Regions from separate parts of the Sus scrofa genome. Here region 2 is linked to region 1. Evidence: chromatin contacts called from public HiChIP or PLAC-seq data. All regions are on one chromosome and are shown on one strand. Each heading gives the region's core, a stretch centred on a gene start, on an enhancer-like site or on the middle of the called end of the contact. The rest is flanking DNA. Distances are from core to core; before and after follow the strand shown. Region 1 overlaps CDKAL1 (threonylcarbamoyladenosine tRNA methylthiotransferase). Region 2 overlaps LOC100512907 (a long non-coding RNA gene).

Region 1 (4,461 bases), core at 147-2,646:
ATTAATTAAAGTCATTTCCTTGTTGAACATAAATAAAACATCATCTTGATTTTTGTGTTCTTAAATCTCTAGTTGAATTCAATAGAAGCATCACCAGTTATCTTAGTGCAGGGCTTTTAACTTGCCTCTAGAAATGTTCCTCTGTAATCCAGCCTTCTTGCTTCTTTGCCATCATCAACACAGTTATTTACATGTGCATAGTATCTTAGAGTTTATAAAATTCATGTCTGTTCCTAGTTTTTTTTTTTTTTTTTCTTTTTTTAGGGCCACAATTGAGGTATATGGAGGTTCCCAGGCTAGGGACTGAATTGGAGCTACAGTTGCTGGCCTATGCCACCGCCACAGCAATGCCAGATCCGAGCCATGTCTGTGACCTACAACATAGCTTCTGGCAATGCTGGATCTGTAACCCACTGAGCAAGGCCAGGGATTGAACCTGTGTCCTCATGGATACTAGTCAGACTTGTTTCTGCTGAGCTACTACGGGAACTCACGTTGCTAATTTTGTATAGCTTTGAGATCAACAAAGGGCAAAGACTTTGTTAACCTAGCCTTTGAAAGAGTTATTTAAAAATATCCTGATATTTAGGTTTCTGACTTAAAGTATATATATCAGTAACTAGTATGTACAGTGAGGGGTTTAGTTGTGTGCTGAAGAGAACATTTTGTTAATGTAAGGCAGAGTTTCCTTGCAGAAATTCTTTATTCTTTAGCCAAAGATGATGCTTTTATCTGAAGGTTTTGAAGTCCATCTGGAATTACAGCGAAAATAAATTCTATTGTGATTGTTTGCAGAGGTCTGCAGTGCAAAGGGTGACCATGAGCTTGTAGATAATAGTTGAATCTTAGCATTATTCTGAAGCTCAGAAGTTAAACATAGAAAGGGTTATATAAAGGTAAACAGAGCCTTTCATACACTCAAATAGGAAGTATATTTGTTGATCTGTAAAATGTACTCAGGTGGGCATTTCCAATTAATTTTAGACATTTTTAAAATATATTTCCTATATCCTGGAAAACTATAGTCTATGATTATATTTAAAAATGCTTTCTTCTCAGTGATTTACTTTCACTTTCCCTCCCTGGTTATTGTGGTAATGTTAGGTTGTTTGCACGAACTAGTAAGAACATCCTTCATAAGTCTTAATATGTTTCTGATTACTTTTTAGCTGCTATTGTATCACCTATAAGGTTGAGAATTTTATAGAAAGCTGGCCTTTTATGAGGAGCTGATGGCCCAGGGGTAGTAGATTTGATGCTTTTTCAGGGTGTAACTTCCAGCAAGATAACCATTTGTGTCAGGGATGACAGTTGTTACTGGATCACAGAGCCGTATCTTTCCATGAAGTCTCTCCAACAAACTCTAACTTTCAAGGATAAACGTCCTAAAGAGGTTTGGTAGCTTCCCTCCCTTTTATCCGCCCAGACAGAAACAGGACAACACGCAACGTGAGGATTTGGGCATAGAACATAACTTGGAGATACTAAATATAAAATGAGACTTCTAGGCACATTATTTGTATAATAAACAATGGGGGCTGAAGCAGTCAAACTGGACGGTTTCCTTTTCATCAGACCTTCTGTTTTAGGTGGATGACATTTTGGAATCTTCTCCTTGGGGAGTTCTGGAATGGCTAGCCTGCGCCAGGAAAAACCATTTTGTGATCTCAGAAGGAACTGAGTAAAGATTTGCTCTGCAGCTATCTCTCTCTTTTACCGAGGAAAATTGACGGGGAAGGATGACAGGGTAAAAGATGCATTGGTTGAAGTTGTGGAAGATAAGCAGCTGTTTCAGGGGATTAAAGTATGATTTTTTTAAAGTGGAAATTGCAGAGAACAGATTTGATTTCCTAAATGAAACCAAAGACTGAAATGAAAGTCAGGGTAAGAATTAATTAGGGTATGTGTAGTAATGAAAGACTCCATCATTTAGAAGGATGTGGACACATATAATTGAGAAACCATTTTCATAATTGGGTCTTAAAAATGCTTCTATTTGGGGGGCTATTGATATATATAATTAATTGCCATATGTTATGCATAACTTTCTGGAAAACTCTCAGTGTTGCCTTTGTGGCGTCAGGAATGAGTAGACTTTGTAGAAGTATGGTAACATTATTATATCACCTGAAAATGGATGGAGCTGAATATATACATTTCTTAAAGTGTTGTAAAGATACTGCATATCTTAATTGGCATATTGTGATGAATGCTTTTCCTATAAGTTTTTTTTTTAAATTTTAAGCAACTCATTTTTTTGTTGCTAAACTAATGTTTTTGTTTTAAAAAAATTTAAGCAATTTAAATTACTGAAGTATAATTTAGATTATATTAACCCTTAAAATTCACCCATTTTTCCTATGCAATCTTGTAAGGAGTTGTCCTTATTTTACTTTATTTTATTTTTGTCTTTTTGTCTTTTTAGGGCCACACCCGAGGCATAGAGGAGTTCCCAGGCTAGAGGTCGAATTGGAGCTGTAGCTGCCAGCCTATGCCACAGCCACAGCAATGCGGGATCCAGCTGCATCTATGACTTACACCACAGCTCACCACAACACCGGATCCCTAACCCACTGAGCAAGGCCAGGAATCAAACCTGCGTCCTCATGGATGCTCTTGGTTACTGCTGAGCCACAATGGGAACTCCATGTTCTTATTTTAAAATGAGTCCTAGGTGACTAGAAATGGAGGAGAATTGCTTGTTATTACATAAGGAATTCTATTATTCTTTATAGCAACTGAATGGTTTTCTCTATTCAAGTTCCTAATATTTAAATTCTCTATGCTAAAATTTTTGTTTACATTTTGCGATGCTTTAGTGAAATGAAACATCTCAAAAATGGTGAAACGAAATTTTTGAAAAGGGTGTTGGGATTCTTCTTACTGTGATACAGGATGCAGGCTGATTTTTCTGATCTCCACGTTCAGTTTTTTTTTTTTTTTTCTTCTTTAGAAAGAACATGGGAATATTTAGTTTTTAATTTTCCGTCTCAACAGAAATTTCCTCTTCTCATGATATAAGGCATAAAACTACACGTTTCAACCAACAGCCTACTAAGTGGTGCTGGTTTTGATTTTGTACTAATTGTGCGTTATCCGTACAAGTAGAGTAACATTAGCTTTGTTGTTTTTTAAATCCTGAGCAATGCTTTTCCTTATGTTTGAGAGTAGAATTGCATGTTTGTTTAGAATCTTTCCCTTTTACAGAGAGAAAGAAAAAAATCTCGTTCACTCTTGTTAATTCTAAAGTATTTTGGCTCCATGTCCTGACTTTTTCAGCCTGGTATTATTTTCAGAGTGAATGCTCAGTAATACTTCATAACTTGCATGTTAATCAAATTATTTTGATAAAAGGTTTTAAGCTCTTTTTCTCAATTTTCTTACTAGTAAATGTGGGAAAACTTTTTTTTTTTTTTTTAATCATCTTTCTTTGGGAACTTGAGTATCATTTTTCATCCTGTTCCACTTGTGGCCTGACCTTTTCAGGTCACTTCAACTTCTTGTTTGCATTTCTTGTAGCATGCAAGTGGTAATATTTCAACTTACATGTAGTTGCATTAATTTTTGTGGATAAACTCTGGAAAGCTAAGTTGTATTACAATGAGTAATCTCTGCAAAATTGCTGGCATTCTGGTATTGAACAACTTGAAATATATTCTGGTTTTAATATTTTAGAGTTTTTATGAGTGACAAGTTGACATAGACTGTTTTTTCAGAAACTTCACTTTTGCTTAATTGCTTCATGATGAATACTATCCTTTTGAGATTCTGTAAAACATTTTTTTGATAATTCATTTAGAAATAGCCTGTGTTTAAAATTGGCAGATGGGAAATTATCATGAAAATTTCACTTAAAAATCTATTTCTTTTGCACCATTGTTTCTGGTTTTGGGGGTAAAACAATTTTTGAGATGTTGATACTAGAACATGTAAAATAATGTTGACTTTTTGGCCTTTGAAATTCTAATGGGTTTGTAGTAACTTTGTATGGGGACAGATGGTTACCATACTTGTGATCATTTCATAATGTATGCAATCTCAAACAGTTGTGTAGTGCACCTGAAATAGCATAATGTTGTACGTCAACTATTTCAATAAATGAAAATTAAAAAAAAAAACAAACTGGGTTTGGATTAAAAACATGTTGTATTTTTGGCTCTCGGACAATAGATGGCAGTATTATATTACCTGATCACTGCAGCCATGCCATTGTATACAAAAAGTGAATTTCACGTTACAAATAGTCTTCTAATAAAATTATTAGAAGTATTAAATTAGTTAACACTTTATTATGTTCTGATTTATTTCTTTTAAAACTTTTCAGTAGTGTATATATCAGAACTGAACAAATTGACCTTTTTCAGAGGCAGCATGGTCCAGCTTGGGTGTCAGCCCACCATATATGTGTTTGCTGGAGATCACATGTGAAATTATTCCCTCGTTGCCTGCATCATCATTGCT
Region 2 (4,624 bases), core at 1,304-3,803, 1.2 Mb after region 1:
CTGACTTTATTTAGCACAGTGCCCTCCAGGTCTGCATGTTGTTGCAAATGGCAAGATTTCATTCTTTTTTTACGGCTGAGTAGTATTTGTGTGTGTGTGTTTCTATATACACACAACAGCTTTATCCATTCATCTGTTGATGGACACTAAGGTTGCTTCTGTATCTTGGCAGTTGTAAATAATGCTGCTGTGAACATTGGGGTGCATGTATTCTCTCAAATTAGTGTTTCTGTTTTTTTTTTTTTTTTTTTTTTTTGGTATATCCAGGAGTGGAATTGCTGGGTCATATGATGGTTCTGTTTTCAGTTTATTAAGCTATCCATGGCCACATTTCTGCAATTACTTTGCTACCTCCTTGCTTGGCGGTATCCTTAGGTTCCTCAGGGATCTATCATCCTACCATCTAGGCATCCTGCCTTCTGACAATTCCACCGGCTACTTTTGTACTGGAACTGATGTTGTAGGTACAAGTCTGTGCAGCTGTGTTGCTGCCTTGGGTACCTTTGGGCAGAACCCGTGTTTGTCAGTTGGTGGTTTAGACAAGTTGTAGGTAAAGCAGAATGAGAGCCTCTGTCTAGATTCTTATCTTTTGCTCCAGCAGAGTCAGACAGAGAGAAATGAAGTTGAATGTCAGGCAGCCTTTGTTTAGAAAAGGAGATTCCGGTGTTTAGAACAACTCAAGCCGCTAAGACGGAACAGGGCTTGGAGGTGGGAGAAGGGTCTTGCAAAGCTTTACATTATAAGCCCAACACGTGAAGTGAGGCCGAGTAAAATCTCACTATTTCTGAAAGACTGAAACAAACCATCCTGGAATGTGAAGGTGTTCATTTTATAAAGAGAATGGAATCTTCCTCCGAACACCTGAGGTCCCAGAATGGGTTAGTAAAGATAGAATAGATGGGAAACATGATCTTCTTTTAAATGTTTCCATTTGTTTTGTGTGTTCGTTGGTTTTATAACATCCAGGTAAGTCTCAAGGTGAAGAAGAGGTCTATTGCTAAGACATCAGCGTTTCTATGATAGGGAGTAGCTGAAAGGGATCTAAAGGATGGCATAACTGACTTTTAGACAATCCAGAGCCACTCTTGTGAGCCGGGAGGAGTTGGGAAGAGTAGGTGTGTTGAGAGCTGGCTTAGCCCGGAGTTTTCTGTAGTTGCTTGAAGCTTAGAAAAACCAGAAGAAGAAAGTCCTTAATAGGAACTCATGCAAACCGGCTCCTCAGATTAGGCTGGGGCAGCCTTGTCAGATCTGTGACCCTCCCAGCTTGCTGTGCAAGGAAAATGATCTGGGTTAAAGGAATCATTCATTATTTTTTAACCTGCAAATTCCTCCTAACTCCTACCTCTGTAGCCGTTTAAACTCTGGTAAGGGGAGAAACTGATACCTAAGCACATGTAAGAAGATGAAGTCACTTATCGTGAAATGTCTTTAAACCTTTAATTATTATGAACAAAAGCTCTAGGTTCTTTGGAGCTTGGGGTGATGTTTTAGTTTTGTGGCCGTTGGAGTTTTTTGGGCTCTTAGATTGAGTCATCTTTTGAAGATCTAGAATAACATACCATCTACTACAAAGAAATGATGGCAGTGTTGGTCCTGACACACACACATTGGTATTCATAAAAGTATCTACAAGCTGCTTTATTTTGTTACTGCAGCAGGCCTGCAGCAAGTCTGTGCTGCCCAGGGACACTTGGAAGACAAGGTCACCATCCTGCTTTCGTGGGGCCATGGGCCTCTTCGGGCCAGTCCAAGGCTGAGGTACTAGACTCACAGTCATCCTGGTTCCTTAATGGAGACACTGCAGAAATGCAAAGAAACATGAGCTCTTGGCACCCAGTAGGTATTTAGCAAACGCTTGGAGGGTAGCCGATAGTAGGGGCATTGCTCATGGCAGAATTCTGCAGTAGGTGGTGGGTAATGCTACTTACCAGCCCAGCTGACACTGCCTCAGCTCACACTTTGTGATCCTGGGAGACAAGCTGCTGGCATTTACTCTTTGTTTGTAGGCTCAGCTTGGGGTAGGGGACTCTTGGCCACAGAGACTGAGTCTTGATCCATGGTGTCCCTCTTCTTTTGAAGGCTTTTTGTCATCTGAGGAGAGTTATCCTCTTGGTCTCTTGACCCAGTTTTGGCAAAGGATCGACAGTGAGCCTCATGCCCTGAAGGCCTCATACAGTTTAACTGGTATCAGGGCGCCGACTACATGCAAGCTACTCCCTCGCTTAAGAGCTTTAAAAATGAGATTTTTTTTTTTTCCTTTGAAATTTAAAAGAAAGTGGACTAAAAATGTGCTTGCTTTTCAACATAGATGGATTAGCTGGCATGGAGGGAAGGCCTGCCTTTGAAATCTATAGGCATCGTGTTGCAGGCCTGACCCCGTTGACCCTGGTGGATTAGTAATGGTCTACGCAGCCTGCTCTGTCAGCACGTCTGGCAGGGCTTGCACAGATGGTGCCAGTTGGAGAAAATCACCGCTGAACGTTGCACTGCAGCCTGGCTTTGGCCGAGGAGCTTTGGGAGGAGGAGCCGAGACTGGGTTTGTTTTCAGACGTGTTTCTGCCCAGCGTGTCGGAATCGACCTGCAAGGATGCCAGTCTGGGTGTAGGATGCATTTGCTGATTAGGACTTGAGTAATGCTCCCTTGTCATGGCTGAGGCCCTCCTGTGCTATCAAGCAGCTGGGGTTTCTAACAGTCTGTGGCCTTGGGGTTGTTCTGAAAGGGAATTTGAAACTAGAACTGACCTCATTGCAAGGAGGCAAGCATAATGCAATCCTTGTTTTCCTAGAGTCAATCAGCCTAAGGAAAATTCGAGTAGGCTGGAATGGGGGGCGGGGCACAGGGAGTCTTTAAAGTTTGAGTAATCACCTTAACGTGGGGGTAAAGAGAATTTTATTCTAGAGAGAAGCATACATGACCTCTGTCCTTGCAGCTGCCACCAGTGCCTGGGTCGTCAAGTGGTACCCTGAGAGTTTATAATTAACCCTCCTTGTGTTGGGATCAGTCATAGAAATGCTCCTTAAAGACACTGAGGAAAAGAACTTCATTGAGGTGTATGTAGTCTGTCCACAAAGTTGAACTGAGCTGAAACTGTAAGTCTGCTCTTCGAATGAGACCTTGTATTCTTGGAAAAATCTGCTCGGCCTTGCTTTGATAGTCCAGTATTAAGGAAGTGTATCCTCCTAAAATATTTGCATCTGAGCTATGTTTCAGCAGGTCGAGGCTGAACAGGCAAAAAAAAAAAAAAAAAAAAATCACCACTGCTGAACAGCAGGTGTGCAGCTGTCAGAAATGGCAGAGGGTCATTCAGTCAGTCAGTGGACTTTGACCATTTGTAACTTGATTTCGTGTTCTTTTTGTCACAGCTTGAAGTCCTCATCCAGGTTAGTTCTGGCTTTGCAACCTGTTACTGTTTAACAGACTGGTTGAACTCCTTTTGGGTTTGTTTTATGAAATATGTGGTTATTTCATTGTTGAAGAATTTTCCTCGGAGATGGTAATGTTGGGAGACGGGAGCTGCTTTTTTCAGTTCTTGCTTCAGAAAAGTTGACAGCGGCTTCCTGAAGGGCATTATTATTATTATTATTATTTTTTCCCCCAGTGACATAAGGAAGTGGATCCTGCATAGTGCATGCTAGTGCTTTCGAAATGGGCATATAGGGGCCTGGCCTGGGTGTGGGGAGTCGGGGCTCAGAAAGAAGGAAAAGGGCGTGACCTCCCGTGCATGGTGGGCGCACCTGCAGCACAGCAGTGCTTGCTGGAGTCTGGAAGGGAGAGCCTCAGGGAGGGTCTTTAATCTGACGGAAGTCTAGCTCTTCCTGGTTAATAGGGCATAGCTCAGGCCGGGATAGCTTTATGGACTAGACGTGAGGAAGGTCAAGGACTGCCAAGTGTGTGTGTGTGTTGGGGTGGGGAGGACACCGGGCGGGGGGTGATGAAATGCACTGGCAAGAGGAAGATGAGTTCAATTTTGAGCTGTTTGTACTTGAAATGTCCCTTAGGTCCTTGGGGTATTGGGGTCAGGATGGGAGCAGAGAGGTCTGGTGTAGAGAGAAACTTAGGAGTTGTCAACAGTAGCCTGCTCCAAAGCCCCAGGAGTGAGTAAGGCTGTGCAGAGTGTTAAGAGAAATGGGAGGGAAGGAAATTCAGGAGAGAATGAAAAGCAAACTCGGACTCCCCTCCCACTCTGTTGTTTGAACAAGGACGTGGCTATTTGCCTAGAGAAGACGAATAACCCAAAATGCGAAGGGCCTGTGTCAGGATCATGCTTGTCATCTATTCGATAGGATGTTCATGATTGTCTTTGCACGTGTAGAAACAAATTCTTAAATAACCCTAAGCAGGGTCTCGGAAGCTCTGGTCCATTTCGCAGATGGTCTGACACTTGGAGAAGATGCCAAAACAAACCAGAAGGCAGAGGCGAGAGTCTGTCGGACGGGAAGCGAGCATCTGCTGGTTTATTGAGTAGCGGGAGCAGGAAGAGCAGAGGGACAAGAGGACAGCAGAAAGCCAGAATAAAACCTGGTCAAGAGGCCACATCAGCCCTGCCTGGCAGACAGGCCTAGTGGCTTTGGTAATTACGCTGGAGCCTGCTGTATGTGTGCCTTTTCCACCGAGTTTAAAAAA

Evidence for each region. HiChIP or PLAC-seq counts read pairs in DNA pulled down with a chosen protein or histone mark.
Region 2: an H3K27ac HiChIP or PLAC-seq map of skeletal muscle shows a contact between it and region 1, with 7 times the contacts expected there. The contact joins two enhancer-like sites. A contact is called at or near these places in 1 of 47 Hi-C or Micro-C datasets (embryonic fibroblasts) and 1 of 2 datasets of contacts at active chromatin or transcription factors (skeletal muscle).

The regions. Positions count from the first base shown.
Region 1 is chr7:15,930,460-15,934,920 of Sscrofa11.1, forward strand. All of the region lies in intron 4 of CDKAL1 (threonylcarbamoyladenosine tRNA methylthiotransferase), which reads left to right. Among named protein-coding and RNA genes, the nearest start is that of CDKAL1, 22 kb to the left of the region's middle. Within about 2 kb of position 1,397, at least 17 of the 83 cell types and tissues checked have an H3K27ac peak or open chromatin away from gene starts, as enhancers often do. A contact at or near this core is called in skeletal muscle, where this site is marked.
Region 2 is chr7:17,118,933-17,123,556 of Sscrofa11.1, forward strand. The region is part of intron 3 of LOC100512907 (a long non-coding RNA gene); the gene reads left to right. Among named protein-coding and RNA genes, the nearest start is that of SOX4, 230 kb to the left of the region's middle. Within about 2 kb of position 2,554, at least 30 of the 83 cell types and tissues checked have an H3K27ac peak or open chromatin away from gene starts, as enhancers often do. A contact at or near this core is called in skeletal muscle, where this site is marked.